Regions from separate parts of the Sus scrofa genome. Here all the other regions are linked to region 2. The links are chromatin contacts, called in public Hi-C and HiChIP or PLAC-seq maps. All regions are on one chromosome and are shown on one strand. The core of a region is the stretch at or near the end of the contact, and the rest is flanking DNA. Distances in the headings are between cores, read along the strand shown.

Region 1 (3,431 bases), core at 28-2,527, 230 kb before region 2:
AATTTTATTTTATTAAATGTTATTCTGCCTTAAAAAATACTTAGGGTAAAAATTTTTTTATTTCCTTTTTAAAATTTTTAAGCAAAGAATTAAAATTTCCTTGAGAAACAGGAGGAAAACAGAAATAGGAAAGATGGAGAGATCATTTTAAAGAGCAAATTTGGGTTTCAGAGATCACATTCTGAAAGCCATGATTTGAGAAAGGTGAAGTTCAGGAGAGGGAATAGAAGACAAAAAATCCTGTATTATGTTGTGAAGGATGTTGTTTGACAGCGTGCTTTAATAAGACCTCACTGATTTCAACCACCTTTGGGGGAAAAAAAAAAAAAGCATGTGGAAACAATGGAAATGTTGACAGCCTGTTCAAAATCGACTTTAAAAGATAATTCAGAGATAGAGCCATGCAGGATTAAAGATGTGTTTGGTTGGGTTTTGGTAGGAAAGATTTAAGTTTGTTTAACACTTCTTAAGAAAAAAAGCCAAAGAAAAAAGACTTAAGATACAGGGTGGAGTGGAGATAGTTAATAAGGCAAAATCCTTGAGAAAGGGAAAGAGAATGAGATGGAGATTAGAGACGAAGGAGTGATTTCAAACTGGAAGAAAACTGCCCCTTGAACAGAAAAGAAAGGAAGGGAGGGTGGATATTGGACAAATCAAAGCTTGTGTTTAGGTCTGGTGTCATCGCGTTCCGCTTTCTCTGTGAAATAAGATGCAAAGTTATCTGATCAGAATGAGAGGGTTGGTGTTAAGGTAGGAAGCTTGAGGAGCCTAAGGAAAAGTTTAGGATAGCTTCTAGTTTAAAATAAAAGAAAAAGAACATCTGACCAGCACCTACTACTTTGAATTAGAGATAATTTAGCACTTCACTAACCTGCAAAGTAGTTAGTACCACATAAAGGTACAGGGTGGAGAGGCTTGTGCCATCCGAGAATCTAAACAGAGTAGAAAAGGAAAGAGAGGAAGGATGGAGTAAATAAAAGAAATTAATGGTTCATGCACGGAAGGCAGAGAGGACTGGACGAACACAACTAAAAACTGTGGGTGGGCGAGATTTCATGAATTTAATTTCAGAACTCTAATGTTCTGGCGATGGCAAAGCACTGCCTCGATAAGAATGTTCCTCTGTCCTTACGAAGCTAGGTGGTCTGGGACGGCGACAGAGTGCATGGAGATTTCCCGGATCCTCTAACCCGGACAACCAGAACCCCCGCGCGCCGCGGGAAAGGGCAGCGGCCCGGCGCGTGCGCAGTGTGCACGACCTCCTCGCGCCTGCGCACGCGGTTCCGCTCTCCACCCGCACCGGGCTGAATGGGCTTCCGGGACGCCGCCCGCCGTGAGGAGTTGGCGGATCCTCAGCGCCCCGAGCCCCTGTGACTCGCCCTCCTTCGGTCAGAAACCCTCCTCCCGGGCCCGCGCGGGAGGAGCGGGACCTCTGAGGGGAGCGGCGAGCCCGCCGGCCCCGGTCTCTTTCCCTGGCGGAGGCGGCTTCTTCCGTAGGACAATATGTTCAAGAGAATGGCCGAATTTGGGCCTGACTCCGGCGGGAGAGTGAAGGTCAGTGCGCGGCCCGCGCCTACCCTCCGGGATGGCTCTCTCGCCCCGGCTCCTCCCAGCGCGACCGGGGGAGGGCCCGCTTGTTCCCTCTCGCGCCTTCTCGCCTCGGGCGGGAACCACGGTTTCCGGGCGGACGGCGAGTCCAGGCCCCCGAGGGATAACCGTGGTTTCATTGGGCCCCAGCTGAACGCGTCACCGCCACCCTCCCGTCCCCGCCAAGAAACAAACTTAGTCAGTGGTCAGGCGGGAGAGCTGGACACTGTTGCCGGGAAACAAGCCCGGGGTAGGAGGCCCTGGATTGCTGCTCCTTCACTGACAGCCTGGGTCAGCTGTATAGGGCGGGGTGGGAGGGGTGTGGGGGTGGGTACCACCTATTTTGAGGATAATAACTATAACAAATATTTCATACGCACTTGCTTTGCTAAGTAAGCACGGTGGAGAAACGCTTTACCCGATTCTCTGATTCAGCCCCTACACCAACCTTACAGAGGCAGTATTACCCCCAGTATTTACAAGTGCGGTAAGCGAAGAATTGGGGAATAGAAAAATTAAGAACACTTATCTAAGTTCATGGTGTTCTTAAAGCTCCAGAGGTGTGGCCGAGATACTAATCAAGGTATGCAGAGAACATAACACTGCCTGGCACATAGGGACCATTCAGTACGGGCTAGCGTCTTAGTTTTTAATTCAAGTTATCATAAAGCCTACGGTGATGTTTGATACTGGACACATTTCCTTTCCACTCTCCTACATCTTTTGGCACGTTAATTTTTTATGACAGACGAACTGGTTCCTGATATATATATTTTTACCCCTTCTGTTTTTGTTTGTTTGTTTTAATGGTGTTACTCCTACTTATGGAAGTTCCTGGGCCAGGGGTGGAATCCCAGCAGAAGCTGTGGCAACGACTTTAACCCACTGCCTGGAGCTGAGGATTGAACGCTTGCCTCCGAATCTACCCAAGCAGTTGAATTCTTTTTTTTTTTTTTTTTTTGTCTTTTTGCCATTTTCTTGGGCCGCTCCCACGGCATATGGAGGTTCCCAGGCTAGGGGTCGAATCGGAGCTGTAGCCACCGGCCTACGCCAGAGCCACAGCAACGCGGGATCCGAGCCGCATCTGCGACCTACACCACAGCTCAGGGCAACGCCGGATCGTTAACCCACTGAGCAAGGCCAGGGATCGAACTCTCAACCTCATGGTTCCTAGTCGGATTCGTTAACCACTGAGCCAAGATGGGAACTCCGCAGTTGAATTCTTAACCCACTGTGGCCACAGCAGGAACTCCCCGGTTCTGATTTTTATTTACTGTAGAAAGTAAATTTTTCTTTAAAAAGAAATCACTTACTTTTGCACCAATTTAGTTGATCTAGGGTTTTGTTGTTGTTGTTGTTGTTTTTCTTTCTTTCTTTCTTTTTAGGGGCACACCTATGCACCTAGGGCATATGGAAGTTCCCAGGCTAGGGGTTGAATCAGAGCTGTGGGTGCTGGCCTACGCCACAGCCACACAGCCACAGACAGATCCGAGGTGCATCTTTCACCTATACTGCACTTTGCAGCAAGGCAGGATGCTTAAGCTACTGAGAAAGGCCAGGGATTGAACCCACATCCTCATGGATATTAGTGGGATTCTTAACCTGCTGAGCTACATTCTTAACTCACTGAGCCTAGGTTTTTGTTTTGTTTTGTTTTAAGCCTTTCTCTGTATCATATTGTTTTCACATAGTGTTATGCTGTGTATGCAATTATCATACACAGTGTTTTAATACTTCTTGTAAAGTGGGAGTACTTTGGAAGTTGCAAAAGCTACTGAAATTTAATGGAAGAGGAAAGAGATGCCAGGTAAAATTCATAGTCTCAGAAGCTTCATAAGTGTATT
Region 2 (3,769 bases), core at 48-2,547:
AGCCCTCCTAAAAATGAGCAAGCAGGGCAAAGACAAAGTAAATGTCTCTGTCAGAGCTCACAAGACCTTGTCCTGGTCAGTCCAATTAAAAAGTGTTCTAAAATTCAATAAAAGAAATGCAATTCTTGGAGTTCCTGTTGGGGGTCAGTGGTAATGAACCTGACTAGTATCCATGAGGATGCGGGTTCCATCCCTGGCCTCACTCAGTGGGTTAAGGATCTGGCATTGCTGTGGCTGCTGTGTAGGCCGGTGGCTACAGTTGTGATTCAATCCCTGACCTGGAAACTTCCATATATCTCCAGTGAGGCCCTAAAAAGACAAAAAACAGAAGCAAACAAAACAGAAATCTGTGTTCCTCTGTATTAATAATGCTCAAAATTGGAGTTCCCGTCGTGGCGCAGTGGTTAACAAATCTGACTAGGAACCATGAGGTTGCGGGTTCGGTCCCTGCCCTTGCTCGGTGGGTTAACGATCCGGCGTTGCCGTGAGCTGTGGTGTAGGTTGCAGACGCGGCTCGGATCCCTCGTTGCTGTGGCTCTGGTGTAGGCCGGTGGCTGCGGCTCCGATTGGACCCCTAGCCTGGGAATCTCCATATGCCGTGGGAGCGGCCCAAGAAATAGCAGGAAAAAAAAAAAATAATTAAAAAAAAATAATGCTCAAAATTAAACTAGCAGTAAAATATTATAACACTTTAAATTGTGTATATGTAGCACCTCAAGGCAAAAATTTTTTAAGGTTAAATTTAAGAAAAAAACCCTCCGCGTTCCCATGGTGGCTCAGCGGTAAAGAATCCGACTAGTATCCATGAGGACGCAGGTTCGATCTCCTGCCTCACTCAGTAGGTTAAGGATCCAGTTTTGCCGTGAGTTGTGGTGTAGGCCGCAGACTCCACTCAGATCCCACGTTGCTGTGGCTGCGGTGTAGGCCGGCAGCTATAGCTCCGATTAGACCCCTAGCCTGGGAACTTCCATTTGCCTCAGCGCAGCCCTAAAAAGAAAAAAAAAATTAAAACTTGCAAGAGAAATCTCCGTTGCTATGGCAACCCCCAAGGGCGGCGAGGCGTCTCTTCCATCTTGGGGCGTTCTGCTTCCAAACCGCTAGTTCCCAAGCAAAACGTCACACCCTCCTTTCCTAGTCCTGAGCAGGTGGCTCCGCAAGGGGCAGAGGGCAGCCAAGGCCCCGCCCCTCGAGCTTGACTGGCAGCGTTTCCGACCCGCGGGGCTCCCTTCGAAATGCTGCCCCTTCCCTTCCCCCCAGGGCGGCGCCCATAAGGAGCCGCGCGCCGGCCCGGGCTCCGCCCCCTGCGGGAGAGCGTGTGGCGTCACTTCCGGCCTCTTTTCCCTCTGGACCGGATCGCGAGCTGTGAGGGGTGCGCGTGTGTACCGAACTCCTCGGAACCATGGTGAGTCTGGTCCCGCAGTCCCTGCCCAAGGCCCCCAGTGCCGCGCCGCCCTCTGCCCATCTCTGTGTTCCCAACGACGCGGGCTCCCTGAGTCTGTCCCCCGGGGCCGCAGCACATGGCGCAGGCCGCGGCGTGTGGCCTGCGCCGGGCCGGCGTGTGAGGCCCCCGGTGCGGGCCCGAGGGAGGAGTGGGCCTTAAGGCCAGCGTCTTATTCGGAGTCGGCCTCTCCGCAGTCTCAAACCTCAAGGGCCGCGTTTCACCCCAAGCAGAGAAATTTCTAGTGCACCGGGCGGGTCGGCGAGGCGGACCCCGCCCTCCCCCTCGGGGCGGAGCCTGGAGCGGCCGGAGGGCGAAGCTGGAAGCGGGGCCGCTGTGTTCCCTCGTCCGCCTGGCGGTCGTCGCGCGAGTGGGCTACAACCCCGGCCACCTCATTTTTAAAATCATCTTTGAACTTGCTGTACACCGATAATCTCTCTGACGTAGAATTTTTATTTTTGGAGCATTTGTGGTTCTAAACAGCAGTGTCACTTTAGTCCCTCCCTCCGCTTTAAATACCGCCCCGGTGATGAAGAGCTTCATTTGTTTAAAAAAGGACGCTATTCTGCAAACTGATTTTCTCTTAGATAGCAACTGGTAAGTCTAGTGGAAGGTATCCAAGTATATGTGTTAAGGAGTACTGGTACTTAGACTGATTCTTGTTTGTCCCTTTTAGGCGTCCCTTTCCCTGGCACCTGTTAATATCTTCAAGGCTGGGGCTGATGAAGAGAGAGCAGAGACAGCTCGTCTGGTAAGCCTCGTTCTTATTCTTTAAAAGATACAATAGTGGAGGGGGATGTTCGTTTTTTGTTTTTTTGTTTGTTTTTTCACAATTTAAGACTCTTAAGTTGATTTTCATCATCTCTTTAATCTTTACTCCAGTCCTCTTTTATTGGTGCCATCGCTATTGGAGACTTGGTAAAGAGCACGTTGGGACCCAAGGGCATGGTAAGAAAAATAGGGATTTTTAATACTGTTTTAGAACTTTTTGTAGAAATGTAATAGCATGCTTTTTGAAGACGCTTTTAAATATTTAATTGTTGATTATACTTAAAGACTTGTGTGTATTTTCCTTATTAAAAATCAGTGACTAAAGTCCTCTTTCATCTCAAATGCCACTCCCCTCCCCAGTCCTTTTGGACATAAACATAATCAATGCCTTTGTTCTTATGTAGAGGTAAGGGTATCTTATGTGTTAGGTGTTTTTTATGTATTGTCATTGTAACAGAACGTTGTTTTATCTCTTCACAGATAATATTTGTATGTACTTTTTCTGTAACTTGGTTTTTTTAAATTCCTTTCGGTGTAAATGTACCCGTCCTCTTTGCCAAATAGTATTCTGCATGTTGCTTATTTTATGGTTTGTATTTATTACTTTGTTGTGAGAAATAGTTTGCATCTGTTGCCTTCGCTATTACATTGTAGAAACAGCCTTGTTCATAGCTCTCTCTTCTTTTGTTTTTAAGGGCTGAACCCACAGCATATGTAGGTTCCCAGGCTAGGGGTCAAATCAGAGCTGTAACTGCCAGCCTACCCCACAGCCACAGCAACATGGGATCCGAGCCTCATCTGCGACCTATACCACAGCTCACGGCACTGCCGGATCCTTAACCCGCTGAATGAGGACAGATATTGAACCCAAGTCCTCATGGATACTAGTCAGGTTTGTTACTGCCGAGGCACAGTGGAAACTCCAGGCTCTGTTCTTCTAGTATTAGGGATAGACGCCAGGTTTTGATTTTGGGGATGTATGCAATGAAAAAATTTGAATGGATGCTGCCAAATAACCATCCAGAGTATTTACCCATTAGCAATGTGTGAGAGTATGGATTGACCTATTCGTTCTTCCATATGTGTTCGTATCTTTTTTGGAGGGGGTCGTAACCAAGGCAAGCAGAAGTTCCCAGGCTGGGAATCGAACTGTTGCCACATCAGTGATGATGCTGGATCCTTAATCCATTGTGCCATCAGGGAATTCCAGATGTGCTTCTATATTAACTTAAACCAAATATGTTCCTTTTAGGATAAAATTCTATTAAGCAGTGGACGAGATGCTTCTCTTATGGTAACCAATGATGGTGCAACTATTCTGAAAAACATTGGTGTGGACAATCCAGCTGCTAAAGTTTTAGTTGGTGAGTCTGATGTTTTGTTAATTAACATTTTGAAGCAATTTTATTTTCATTTTTATTTAGTTATTTTATGCTTTTCAGGGCTGCACCCATGGCATATGGTGGTTCCCAGGCTAGGGGTCAAATTGGTACTGTAGCCACCGGCCTGTGCCAGAGCCATAGAAATGCCAGATCCAAGCTGTGTCTGTGACCTCCCCCA
Region 3 (3,255 bases), core at 558-3,057, 130 kb before region 2:
TATTAGAGAAGTATTTACAAACACTTCTGTGATCATAAAAATAAAATAAACAAGACAGTGCTGTTAAAAAGAAAAAAAAAACACAAAAGCAAACCCAAAGCAAAGGCATCGTTTGCATCTTAAATTCATAATAGCAGGTTCTGAACTATTTCCCTTTCCCCTGCCTTTCTTAATAGGAAAAAAAAAAAAAAAAAGACTTCTCCTCCTCTACAGTTTGAAGAGATGCTTGTAAATTTGTTTTGCAGATAGTGTTCATGCTAAGAGGCTCTTCCTCCACCCCACCCGCCTATCTGGTCTCAGATACAGAAACTGCCTCAGATATTCGGTGCCTTCCTGATTTTGTGGTTAAAGTATCCCTTTTTTTTTTCCCCTTCTTCCCTGCCTGGCATCTGACTCTAGGTCCTCAAACTGTCTCAGCTCATAGCGTCACAAGTATCCAGGCTGGCCCCAAGGACATTCTTTGGCTCACCTACCTTCATTTTTCCCTTTGCCAAAACCTCTACTCTTTATTTCCTTAACTAACCTTTTCTATCGCCTGTTGCTAACCCATAGTTTTCAAAATTACCCTCTGCTAAAGTGACTCTACTAGAGGAAAAATTGTTCTTATTAGTGATGAGGGAAGAAAATTGTTGATTTTTACCCAGTCCTACGTGGATACTAGTACACCACAGCTTATCAAGCATTTTCATTTTGAATTCCTACAAAAATCCAGAGATGATTATATATATATATATGCATACACACACATCAAATACATCAACTGTATTACAAATAAAGAAACAAGCTGAGAGAGGTCAAGCAACTCGCCCAGGGTGGAAAAATAAAAATAAACGACAAGATCCATGCAGTAAGAGTCCAGAGTCCCCAAGCTCTTGACCTCTATTGAAATTCCAAGTGATGATGGAATATAGGAATATAATTTAGTTCCTGCCCTTAAAGAATTTATAATTCTTTTTTTTTTTTTTTTTTTTTTTGGCTTTTTGTTGTTGTTGCTGTTGTTGCTATTTCTTGGGCCGCTCCCGCGGCATATGGAGGTTCCCAGGCCAGGGGTTGAATCGGAGCTGTAGCCACCGGCCTACGCCAGAGCCACAGCAACGCGGGATCCGAGCCGCGTCTGCAACCTACACCACAGCTCACGGCAACGCTGGATCACCACAGCTCACGGCAACGCTGGATCGTTAACCCATTGAGCAAGGGCGGGGACCGAACCCGCAACCTCATGGTTCCTCGTCGGATTCGTTAACCACTGCGCCACGACGGGAACTCCCCAAGAATTTAAAACTTGTGTTGGGGTAGGTGAGATTTATACACACAAGTTAAAATAAAGAGCCACCGTTTTTGTATTGGTACTGGTCTCCTCCTCTGCAAGATGTAGCTAACAGCACCGACCTCAAGGGGCTTGGGAATGATTAAACTGAGTAAAGCGCTTTATACAGCGACTATCACGCAGTATGCGGTCAATATATGTTAACTTATTATTTTTAAAGGAGGCAGATTAGAGTGGTAAGAATACTGGAGAGATCCAGGAGGCGGGTTGTAGGCGCTGGACCGTTGCATCTAAGTTCTCCGAGCCTCGGTTTCCTCTTCTGCAAAAGCAGGTGCCTGGAGTGGAACACGTCGAAGGAGGCAGCGGGAGTCTGGAGAATCGAGGGGCCGCGGCGCAGAAAGGGTTAGCGTCGGATTTGCCGGCGCCGGCGGGAGGGGCTCTGCCCCGCCCCACCCCGCCCCGCCCGGGAGGCGCCGGCAGCTCCAGCCTGTGAGCAGTTCCGGTGCCAAAACCCTTCCCTCCCCGCTCCCCCGGAAGTGCTTTTCCATAGTTCGAGCCGGAGAGAGGCCTTGTAGGTACTGCCGCTGAGGCTCGATCGGCTCGGAAGAGGGGCTCCTGCCTAGGTGGGAGCCCGGGGGTCCGCGCCTGCCGACCCGTGCCCTGCCCGCTCCCAGCGCCCAGGCGGACGGTGAGTGGCCGGCGGAGCTGACTGCGACGGCCGCGGGCCGCGTCGGGGCTGGCGCTCTCGGGCCCCCGCTGCCCGCTTGGGACTCCGGGCTGCAGGCTGGGCTGTCGGGGTTCGAGGAAGGGGGTTGTCGACCGCCGCGGTCTTTGCCGAGCCTGCGGGGCGGGAAGAAGCGGGTGGCTGGGCCGTGGGGTGGGCGGGGCGGAGCCGGGGTGGGGGTTCCTGGAGCTGTTGTTGCTGTTGGGACTCTAGAGTAAGGATGGGCTGGGCCTCCGTCCATCCGACCCCTCACTTAAGCTCCCCCAAGTACTCGCGCTGCCTCTCGGATTTGGTTTTCTCTCTCCGACCCGAGCCTGGGAATCTAGACCTCAGACTCAGTCTTGGGCTGTAGTTCTCGACTTTTGCTGTCTCTGGATCTGTCCTCGGGCTCGGTAGTTAGCTCGGGTTCCAGGGGTGTTGTCTCCTCCGACCCAGGGTTGGGCGATGCGTGTGTAGATGTCGGGGATCTTTTGCAAGGCTTTCCAACCAGACCCGCTTAGGGGTTGCCCAGGATCGATTGGGACCGGTTTTGGATACGTAGGTCACTGTGGGAGCAGCGCGCCTCCCATGATCTTTACTCGCTTGAAAGCTTACTCAAGCCGTTGTTGAAGTGACTTCTTAAAAAAAACAGCTTGCTTGAAGAAAAGCAGTTCAGGTAAATTCCCTCTTTTTCTCGGCAGTAAGAAATGATGCTATTCTCTAATCTGTACTCCTAATTTCTGTGGCTATCTGAAGTCACAGTTGTATGATGAGTTCAGTCTGTGGTTGTTGCACAAATTGACTGCAGAGGGTTGGAGAATTATACCTCCTCTTTCCCGACGTTTATATACCTTCATATTTGGGACTGTCATTTTCCTTAACTTTTAAAGAAAAATTGTTCTCTATAACTCCTAGGAGGTTCCTTATACTGTTACAGCTGTTGCTGCAATGCAGAGGTTCACACAAGTGGGTAGAGGTGTTTTGTTTTATGTTTTTTTAATTTATATTATGAGGTGTTTACTTTGGAGTAATTGAGCATTTCCTAGAGGAGCAAGTGATGTAGGTAGTTTTTTTTTTGGTGAACAGATTTTAGGTAATAAGCTACTCCTGAAAGGTTGGTAGGAAATAGGATTTACTCAATTTAATCGTGATTTTGAAATTATGATCGTAAGAGAAAGCAGTTACTGCAGATTTTGACTATCAGCGGATGACCATTGTTTTTATAAAGTATCTACACAGCACGTTTGTGAAACCTGTGACACTTTCATGTACTTCTTGTCTGGTG

Evidence for each region. A called contact is a pair of places that touch in the nucleus more often than the background predicts. HiChIP or PLAC-seq counts read pairs in DNA pulled down with a chosen protein or histone mark.
Region 1: a contact with region 2 is called in an H3K27ac HiChIP or PLAC-seq map of alveolar macrophages. The contact joins the promoter of YEATS4 here to the promoter of CCT2 in region 2. A contact is called at or near these places in 5 of 5 promoter capture datasets (fetal liver, fetal skeletal muscle, liver and 1 more), 12 of 47 Hi-C or Micro-C datasets (blood, embryonic fibroblasts, fetal skeletal muscle and 7 more) and 2 of 2 datasets of contacts at active chromatin or transcription factors (alveolar macrophages and skeletal muscle).
Region 3: a contact with region 2 is called in a Hi-C map of liver, with 4 times the contacts expected there. The contact joins the promoter of FRS2 here to the promoter of CCT2 in region 2. A contact is called at or near these places in 2 of 5 promoter capture datasets (fetal liver and liver), 10 of 47 Hi-C or Micro-C datasets (alveolar macrophages, brain, embryonic fibroblasts and 5 more) and 2 of 2 datasets of contacts at active chromatin or transcription factors (alveolar macrophages and skeletal muscle).

What each region holds. Positions count from the first base shown.
Region 1 is chr5:33,625,539-33,628,969 of Sscrofa11.1, forward strand. It overlaps YEATS4 (YEATS domain-containing protein 4), which reads left to right and starts at 1,278. Exons shown (of 7, transcript XM_021091975.1): 1 at 1,278-1,554. The coding sequence starts at 1,504.
Region 2 is chr5:33,857,240-33,861,008 of Sscrofa11.1, forward strand. It overlaps CCT2 (chaperonin containing TCP1 subunit 2), which reads left to right and starts at 1,298. Exons shown (of 17, transcript NM_001170520.2): 1 at 1,298-1,402; 2 at 2,115-2,189; 3 at 2,321-2,386; 4 at 3,462-3,573. The coding sequence starts at 1,400.
Region 3 is chr5:33,723,649-33,726,903 of Sscrofa11.1, forward strand. FRS2 (fibroblast growth factor receptor substrate 2) reads left to right here and starts at 1,808. Exons shown (of 10, transcript NM_001243209.1): 1 at 1,808-1,955.